Regions from separate parts of the Pan troglodytes genome. Here region 2 is linked to region 1. Evidence: chromatin contacts called from public Hi-C data. All regions are on one chromosome and are shown on one strand. Each heading gives the region's core, a stretch centred on a gene start, on an enhancer-like site or on the middle of the called end of the contact. The rest is flanking DNA. Distances are from core to core; before and after follow the strand shown. Region 1 overlaps CTNNA1 (catenin alpha 1). Region 2 has its middle 30 kb from the start of MATR3.

Evidence for each region. Hi-C and Micro-C count contacts between places; a contact is called where the count stands out from the background.
Region 2: a contact with region 1 is called in a Hi-C map of induced pluripotent stem cells, with 2.6 times the contacts expected there. The contact joins two enhancer-like sites. A contact is called at or near these places in 2 of 7 Hi-C or Micro-C datasets (induced pluripotent stem cells and stem cell-derived neural progenitor cells).

What each region holds. Positions count from the first base shown.
Region 1 is chr4:136,555,480-136,560,556 of NHGRI_mPanTro3-v2.0_pri, reverse strand. All of the region lies in intron 7 of CTNNA1 (catenin alpha 1), which reads right to left. Among named protein-coding and RNA genes, the nearest start is that of LRRTM2, 42 kb to the left of the region's middle. Within about 2 kb of position 2,361, at least 2 of the 24 cell types and tissues checked have an H3K27ac peak or open chromatin away from gene starts, as enhancers often do. A contact at or near this core is called in induced pluripotent stem cells, where this site is marked.
Region 2 is chr4:136,979,173-136,984,049 of NHGRI_mPanTro3-v2.0_pri, reverse strand. No RefSeq gene overlaps it. Among named protein-coding and RNA genes, the nearest start is that of MATR3, 30 kb to the left of the region's middle. Within about 2 kb of position 3,604, at least 8 of the 24 cell types and tissues checked have an H3K27ac peak or open chromatin away from gene starts, as enhancers often do. A contact at or near this core is called in induced pluripotent stem cells, where this site is marked.

The DNA of each region.
Region 1 (5,077 bases), core at 1,112-3,611:
TTAAATAAAAAATAAAAATAAATGCCGCTGTCAAAAAAGCAAGTCCTACACAGGCTCAAATTTTGCATTCAATGCATCATCTACTTATATAAACTCTCCCAAATCCTGTTTATTAGGCAGCTCACAGAAAAGCTTACACTAACAATTCAATAAAATAATCTTCAAATGCCTCTACAGAACTATGGACTACTAATTTAGGTAAGCATCTCTTCCAGAAAACTCAAGAGTTCAAAGAAAGATGGAAATCATACCATAACTGTATAACAAAACTCAGCCTCTGTACCTGCAAACCACAGAGCCCATTTAAACAGCTACAGCACTCAAGTACCACCAGTCTAGCATGGAAAATACTCTAAAAGCTCTTTTGCTCCATGTCAGGCCTCTGAGCCCAAGCTAAGCCATCATATCCCCTGTCACTTGCATGTATACATCCAGATGGCCTGAAGCAACTGAAGATCCACAAAAGAAAGAAGCGAAAATAGCCAGTTCCTGCCTTAACTGATGACATTCCACCACTGCCATTTGTTCCTGCCCCACCCTAACTGATAAATTGACTTTGTGACAATACACCCTCCCCACCCTTGAGAAAGTACTTTGTAATATCCTCCCCTGCCCTTAAGAAGGTACTCTGCAATATTCTCCCCACCCTTGACAATGTACTTCATAAGATCCACCCCCTGCCCACAAAAAATTGCTCCTAACTCCACTGCCTATCCCAAACCTATAAGAACTAATGATAATCCCACCACCCTTCGCTGACTCTCTTTTTGGACTCAGCCCGCCCGCACCCAGGTGATTAAAGAGCTTTACTGCTCTCAAAAAGCCTGTTTGGCGGTCTCTTCACACGGAGGCAAGTGACATTCCACTCACTTCAAGCAGCTATCCCAGACCTGGATCTATTTTACTTAGTCTAGGATATCCAATTTTAGAAATTTAATACTGAAATTTAGATTCCAGTATTTATTTTAGTTCTGGGGGTATTTAATTTTAATGGAAAACTCTGCCACCATTAAGATGTTATAAAATCATATTTGTTAACTTGGGACGATGTACAATGGTAAAAGTATTAAGAGTTCAGACTTTCAGGTCAGACAGATCTGAGCTCAAACTGCACCTGTATGTATATGTATTTTTGAGCAATTATCAACTCAATAGGGTTATTATGGGGATAAAATGTCTCTCAGCACAATGGCTGGCATATGGTAAGCAGTGTAAAAGTATGGACAATCATTACTAACAACATTTTTAAAAAGAAGAAAAGGTAAGAAAAGAACAGATATAAGTGTACATATACACATATCCGAATTAAGTCTGGAATGTTATACACAAAAATGAGTGGTGGGATTACGGACAATATATAATGAACACAGAACTTTTATAATCAGGAAAAAATTAAGCTACTCTAATTCTGAAGAAAAGAAAAGTGTAGCCACAACATAATGCAGTAACAAGCTCTTCAGAGTCCTTCAAAAGCTCTGGCTATGCTAAAGAGATTCCAGGAAGGCATTTGCAAAACTGAGAAAGGATTAACATCTAAATTGAGTGCTTCACTTCACTATAATAACAATATATCTTTTCAAAAGATCTTTGAAAATGAACATTAGCTGCATACCATTCATACAATCCACATCAAATTTACCCAAATCGAATTAAAATTTTATACTTGATATATTAACATAATCATATTCCTCAAATATACATCCAGTCCAACCAAAGTATGTCCAGTTACTGCATTCTTCTTTTGGGATCCTACAACTACTATGTCCAATGTTTTCAGGCAAGAACAAAGATAAAATGTATCCTTAAGAAACATTATCCTTACAAGGTCCTAAATTGAACCAATTTTCTTCTATCTAAAACTACAGTTTTAAGTATTAAAAGAATACAAGTTATAATAGCTACTATGCATGGACTACCATGCCATTCTGGACATTGAACAAAGTTGATCCTAACCTCTCATCTACTCACCTTAGCTGGTTGGTTACTTATTGGTTAGAACTATCCAACAGAGATACAATGCAAGCCAGAAATAAACCACCCATAGAATTTTTATAACATATATATAAGTTATAGATACATATATAACCAATGTAAATATGATTTTTCTTGTAGCCATAAGTGAAAAGAAACAGGTAAAAATAAAGTTTAATAGATTTTATTTAACCCAATATATCTAAAATAATATCAATGAGATAATTCACATTCTTTTTTCTATACTAACTCTGAAATCTGGTGTACTTACAGCAAACTTCAATTTAGACTTGTCACATTTCAAGTGCTCAATAGCCACATATGGTGAGTGGCTACCACACTGAATAGCAGAGAGCTAGAACTACTTAAGCCCATGGCATGTGTTTGTTCTTACCAATTAAGCCCTAACGCCAGTCAGTCAAACACGACCATGACCTGCTGGGCAAGACTGCTCTGGTCAAAACCAAATGGAGTTCATTTCAAAGACTGAGGGTCCTTTATGTTTCAGACATTGTATTAAGTATATTCAGATTTGGAGGTTTTGGGGAAAGGGTAGGTTTTGCTTATTTGTTCATTGAGGAGTCAGGGTTGAAGGGGGGTACGGTAACAGAGACAAGTTTAGTTCCAATAAATTCTACTATTGGAAAAACACATGCCTTAAAAAACGGAGAAAGGAACATATTAACAGTCAGCATATCCCTCAGCAGAATGAAAGGCATGAAATAAAGAAGTCAGCTGTATAAAGCATAGAGCCCTTCAGAAGTCTTTCTCAGTAGCACTGAAATAACTCAGAGAACATTAAAACACACAACTGGGCAACCAAGTCAGCTATGTATTTGAAAAACAGAAATTTTAACCCATTAACCAGACAGCAGACTGTTTTAACCCATTAACTTAATAGTCTGAAACCTAGTTCTACGGATATTTCATGTTTATAGGCAGAAAACACTGAGAGAATTAAAACTGTTATTTTATGCTCTGCATAGAAGAAGAAAAGAAAAAAACCTGAAAATATATATCCCTAAATGCTAATAGTAGTGGTATTTTAGTAATTTAATGCACATGTCTGACTTTCAATCATGAAAAAAAAATGGTAATAACTTTTTCAAATTTAATTACATTTCATTTTAATTTCAATCCATTCACTTTTAAACCTTTTAAGATTATGACATCCATCCAAAGCTGTTTTTCTCTCTCACAGGCAAAGCAACTTTAGGCTGACAGAGCTAAAACAAATTAAACTTAACCACAATAACCACATTTCATTTCAAGGAAACCTGGAAGCCATCTCTGAAACTACAAGGATACACTGAAGGGTCGCAAAACCTCCACTGTCATGGGTCTGTGATATTTCCCTAATGTTAAGTAAGTAGAGGTCAAATGCATTACTTTTATGTCAATATTTCCTTAGAGTCCATACAGTAAGTTAGTTGTAGAGCCAAGACTACCTACCAACTCTTCATCAAACCACTATGCAAGCAATAACATTAAGGCTGCTAGCCTCCTGACCCTTGGAAACTTTAAAAGGGAATTTGGCCCTCAGCTGATGAATTAAATTTAACTCTGCTCTAAGATATCACTTTCACTTAATTGCTTATTCCAGAGTATTTGGTTTAATTTTTTCAACAAATGTCATCTGTATAGTGAAAGATCTAATAGGAAGTAGAAATAAACCACCACAGCCTCCTCCTTCATCCCCTGTAGAATGTAAGGCCCATAAGGGTAAGGGTCTTTGGTTTTTTCCACCACACTATTACCTCCTTAGCACCATGAAAATCCAAAATTATTCATTTTATTCATTCCTCCAAACCAGCATGAGTTCATTAAGCAAGCATTTACTGAGCACCTCTTGCAGCATTATACTAGACCATGAATGAATATTTTTAAGGAGTTGTCATGTTCCAAAGGCTTAAAAACCTAGTTGCAGAATTAAATGGATAAAAGAAATGCAATTAAACAACAATTCAAGGGAGTATACAATAAGGCACAAAACTTCAAGCACCAAAGAAATAATGTAAGATGATGTAGTTTGAAATGGCCTTCAGCAAAGAGATGAAAAACAAATATGGGGCCTGAAGAAAGAGTAGATTAGGTTTACATAGGTAGGAAGGGAATTTCCAGAACATAATGAACAATGCCCTAGTACTAAAGACAGGAGCTCAGCCTGGCCTGGGCAGGCAGAACAAAGTGGAAAATGGAGAAAGTGAGGAGACACTGAAGTAAGGTAATGGCAGTGGGGACAGAAAGGGACAAACGGAATAAACTACCAGAGCAGTTTTTCCACCTTAGTTGCACACTGGAATCAACTGGGAAGTGTTTTAAAATAACCGACATTTGGATCTTGACGCAGAGATTCTGACTTAATTGGTCTGGGGTACACCTGAAACATCAAAGTTGCCCAAGGACTGTAATGTGCATCCAAAGTTAAGAATCACTGCCTCAGAGAAAAAGCCAGTGGAACCTGGTAATAAGCAACACAAAATGAAGAAAGAAGACACTTTAAGAATCTGTGTCCATAAAAATATTAATAACAACATGAGAGAATCCAAGAAACAGAAAAAGTGAATATTATGTGAGCCTTTCTGGACTTTACAACAATGTTTATACAAAGTTCCACGTAGTAAACAAGTATTAATTAATGTAGGTGATTTCAATTCTCCACATAACATAATTTGTCTAATATTTTTCAACAGAAATAAAATGAACCATTTTTTAAAAATCAAGATAAAAGTCAACCAAAAGATTACAAAATAAATCTTCTAGAAGAGAAAGCCTCCTGGATTTCCCAGATAGAAATAACCTCAACCTCCTTGCAATTTCCACAGCATTTTGGCTGTACCTATGATGACACTCCCATTAAACCCCCTATAGAAACTTTGTCTGTTCCAGAAGGGAGGGATCAGAGCCTCATTCCTCCTCTTAACATTGTGCCCAACACACTGCTTTGCATGTGTCACATACTCAGAATGAACTGACTGACAGGCAGACATTGCTGGTTATATTCTGACACTCACTAGAGGTTCTAAATGTTTTTGAATGCTTCATAAATAAGCAAAAATCTATCCCCAGTTGCTTCTGCTTCTTCCAGACCCTTTTATCATTCTAA
Region 2 (4,877 bases), core at 2,355-4,854, 420 kb before region 1:
CTGCGGAAATTGGCAGAGGTCACACTTCAAGGAACAAGCAGGGCTCGGCAGGCAGCGCTAGGATTCCAGGATTCTCTCTCCCACCCCATCCGTAGGAGATCTCAGGCTGCCTTTATTTATTTATTTATTTATTTTTGAGATGGAGTTTCGCTTTCGTTGCCCAGGCTGGAGTACAATGGTGTGATCTCGGCTCATGGCAACCTCTGCCTCCCAGGTTTAAGCAATTCTCCTGCCTCAGCCTCCCAAGTAGCTGGGATTACAGGCATGCGCTACCACACCTGGCTAATTTTGTATTTTTAGTAGAGATGGGGTTTCTCCGTGATGGTCAGGCTGGTCTCGAGCTCCCAACCTCAGGTGATCTGCCCGCCTTGGCCTCCCAAAGTGCTGGGATTACAGGCGTGAGCCATCGTGCCAGACCTGCCTTTTTTCTACAGTTATTTGCAAAGGGGATTAGTTTAGTTGTCCTTTTCTCCCTTCACCACCATCTTTGTTTCTTCTTATTTTCCTTGCTCTTCTTTTCCTTTCTTCCTCTCTTGTGCCACCTCCTTTTCTATTTTCTCCTCCTCCTTCTTCCCTCCTCCAATCTCCATTTCAGCTGCTGGATCTCATTGCCCAACCCACTGGAATTTCTGTTCCAAGAACGTTAGCACTCCTTCTTGATCTAAGGTAACAATAGGCTGAGTGTGATGGTTCATGCCTGTAATCCCAGCACTTTGGGAGACTGAGGTGGGCAGATCACCTGAGGTCAGGAGTTTGAGACCAGCCTGGCCAACGTGGTGAAAACATGTCTCTGTCTCTACTAAAAATACAAAAATTAGCTGGGCGTGGTTGCAGGCTCCTGTAATCCCAGCTAATCGGGAGGCTGAGGCATGAGAATCTCTTGAACTTGGGAGGCGGAGGTTGCAGTGAGCCAAGATTGTGCCACTGCACTCCAGCCTGGGTGACAGCAAAAGACTTTGTCTCAAAAAAAAATAATAATAAATTATAAACTAACAGTACTATTCTGATAATAAAGATAATGCTCTGTATTTGTAGAGAGCAAGTTTTCCCAATGTATATTTAGGTGCACTGGGAGTAGATATTTATGTGCAGGATTTTCAGAGCCTGTCATGTGCTAATGTGAGTTGCGAATGTCCAGCAGGAGTTAGAATATGGGAACTCACATTTTGCAAACCTCTTTGACCTTTCTTTTTCTTCATACCCTGGGATAACTGGTCTTTGGAACACATTTCAGAAACACTTACATCATGTGTTAGACTCTTTAAAAATGCTGTAACATTTGTCATCTTATTTGATCCCTACAACTACTCTATGATAAGACAAGGAAGTTATATTAGTCTTGCTTTACAGACGAGTAAAACAGACCCAGAGAGGTTACATGCCTGGCTCATGGTCACATAGCTGGCCAACAAGCAACAAGGCTGGGTCTCCTTTTTTTTTTTTTTTTGGAGACATAGGCTGGCTCTGTCCCCCAAGCTGGAGTGCAGTGGTGTGATCTTAGCTCACTGCAACCTCCACCTCCTGGGTTCAAGCTATTCTCCTGCCTCAGCCTCCCTAGTAGCTGGTATTTAGGCATCCACCACCATGCCCAGGTAATTTTTGTGTTTTTAATAGAGACGGGGTTTCACCATGTTGAGCAGGCTGGTCTCGAACTCCTGACCTCAAGTGATCTGCCTGCCTCGGCCTCCCAAAGTGCTGGGATTACAGGCGTGAGCCACCATGCCTGGTTGGATCTTCTTATTTATGGCCCTTGTATCTGCACTGCCTTGCACTGCATTTAAATACAACATATATGTCAACTATCATACTATGGCATATGATATATAACATGGAATCTAGAAGATATAAATGGCAAATTATGACATTCATTTTTTTCCCATTCAACTAAATATATTGCATATCTCCCATATGCTTGTCACCATTCCAGATGCTAAGAATAGAACATTAACTAAAATAGACAAAAACACAAATTCTTGCCTTCATGGAGCTTACATTCTAGTGGAGGAAGACAGAAATTACAAGATAAATATGTAAAAGATATTTTATTACATGTTATATAACTATAAGGGCTAAGAATACAGTAGCGAAAAAAAGGAAGATGTAGGAGTTACTATACAAGGAGTGAAGAGTGTCAAGACAGGCTATACTGAGGAGGTGACATTTGAATGAAAACTTGAAGGAGATAAAGAAGTTACCATGCAGAGATTTTGGGGTTGGTTGAGTGGGAGGGAGTTCCATCAGAGAGAAAAGTAAATTCAACGGGTCTGTGGCAGACTGAGCCAAGGGTGAGACTAAGCCGGCGGGGAGGCAGGGTGGTAAGAGATGAGGTTAGAGAGATTAAGGGGGTGGAGTCCAGACACCAGACTTTATAAGGAAAAGAAGTGATATAATGCAGATGATATACCATGATATAATAATAATACCATACAACAAATTTATTATGTTGCTGCAAAACAAATTATCCCAAAACTTCAAGAACTTAAAGTAACAAATGTTTATTTCATACAGTTTCTGGGGGTCAGGATTGGGGAGCAGCTCAGCTAAGCTGGCTCAGGGTCACTCATGAGGTTGTAGTCAAGCCGTCCACTAGGGCTGCAGTCATCTGAGGCCCTGATGAGGGCCAGAGGATCTGCTACCAAGATGGCTCATGTGGCTGTTGATAGAAGGCCTAGTTCCTTATCACATGACCTTCCACAGCACTGTTCACTACATGGCAACTGGCTTGCCCCAGAGTGAGTGATCAGATGACAGAGTGACCAAGAAAGAAGCCACAGTGTCTTTTATAACCTAATCTTGTATGTTACATATGATTACTTCTGTCATATTCTATTGGTCACACAGACAAACCCTGGTACCATATGGGAGAGGGGATTTACAAGTGCATGAATATCAGTACATGGACAGCATTGGGGATGGATCATCCTGGAGGCTGGCTACCACACTGGCTTGTAGAAAATTTCCTCAGAATAACCATTTCTTCAAGAAATACCAACAAATATGTGGCCCCTAAAATACTAGAGTTCCCAACCCTATCTGGGTTGGAGCCTGAACGAGGACAGTCCAAAGAGCAGGGGCTTCAAAAACTGCTGAGAGTCTGAAGATTTTATTTCAATTCTGCATGAGCATGCTTTTTTCTTCAAAGCCCCACTTCCTCTAGGCCTGGCCTCATTATTTCATTCAGCCAATTAACTCAACTTGTAATAATCTTAGTTAAACCTGCAAATTAAAAAAAAAAAAAAAAAGCAAAAGAAAAGAAAAGACAAAAATAAACCCTTTGAGGAAATCTATAGAACTTCAGAGGCAGCCTGGACCTCTCTCGGTAATTTAACCTTGAGATGACACTGAACTTTGCGAAGGGCAGAGCAGACCCACCCATCCCCCTAAAATCCCTAGGTCTCTTCTTGTCGAAGAGAGGCATCTTGTCTAGTCTAAGAAGAATGACTGAGGACAGAGTATTTGCTCTGTCCCGGAAGGCCAGTACTGGATTTATCCAGAAACAAAAAACATGGCTCTCCTGAGACCCAGGGCGGGCCTCTTGCCCAGCCCCCACCAGACTCAGCCTTGGCTGTGCAGCCCATCAGCCAGTTTCCTAAGCTGAGCAGCAGATGGCATCCCAGCCTCAGGAGCGAGCAGCTGAGGTTTCTAGCAAGAGCAGCATCACTGTAAGGAACTCAGACTGCGGCTTGGCATCTGGGAGCCCTGCCTCCCCAGCTCCCAGCTCAGGGAAGTTTCTGCTCTGTGCCTACAGATTAGGATACTGTTAGGCCAGTGTCTCAGAGAATAGGGCCTGAAGCCCCTAGTCAGGAAACAGATGGTGAACACAGGGTCTTTTCTGAGAAAGATAAAAAATCAGTGGTTTCTGCAATTATATAAGCACTAAAAAAATTTTTTTTTAAACGAAGAAAATCAGTGGCTGCTGTTCTCAGACAGGCTGTTTTTCCTTCACTTGCCCTTTGCTTGAGAGGGTCCACAATGACTATATCTTGGTCTGGGGGCTGGCAGGTCCCTGGCGGGAGCCTCCTGGGATGGCCAGATGGAGCCAAAGACAACTTGAGGGATCAGTGGGCTACTGAAAGCATCGAGGGAATTCCAAGGGTTCAAAATTGAATATTTTTTTTCCCCTGATGACCCAAATGAAGAGCTATACCCCAGAGCTGACCGCCAATGACACAGGCAGGGCTCAGTTTTGCAGGCCTGGCTCAGTTTTGCAGGCCTTCTTTCTGTGCCTCAATCTTACTCCCTCTCCTTATGCTCCTCCTCCTCTCTGTTCCATTTTTTCTCTCCTTCCTTTTTCCTCTATCATCTCTATCCTTTTACGTCTTTCACTGTGTGGCTCTATTTCTTTCTTCTGCTCCAGTGTAGGAAAGAAAGCTGACTACCAAACTGCCTCGGCAAAGTGGCCATGGGCATTGAGCCACACACAATTCCCTGTCTTTAGGGACTCAGACCTTGTCTATACTTGCCTCTCTCTCCCTTCCTCATTTCTTCCCTCCCTGCTGCTGATACCTGATGGCCAGTCCCAAGGAGACCTGGACAAAGAGAGGTCCAGAGGTCACCAAGAAAATCTACTCTCTCCCCACAGAACCTGTACTCCCTGCTTTGTAGCTCCTGACAGGAAATACTCCAGAGGCTTCCCAGTAGGGCTGAGGTCCACTGAGCCTCCTGTTCACTGAGCACTCACTGTTTGCCACTAAAATGTGAGCTTGAGGGCAGGGCCCTGTCTACCTTGTTCACTGCTATACCCACCATATCTAGCACACAGTAGATACTCAAGAAATAATTGTTAAAAAATAATGAGTGGGGGATGGAAAGATGAATGTTGAGCACTGTATTAAGTATTAGGGGTACAGGGCTGGGCGTGGTGGCTCACGCCTGTA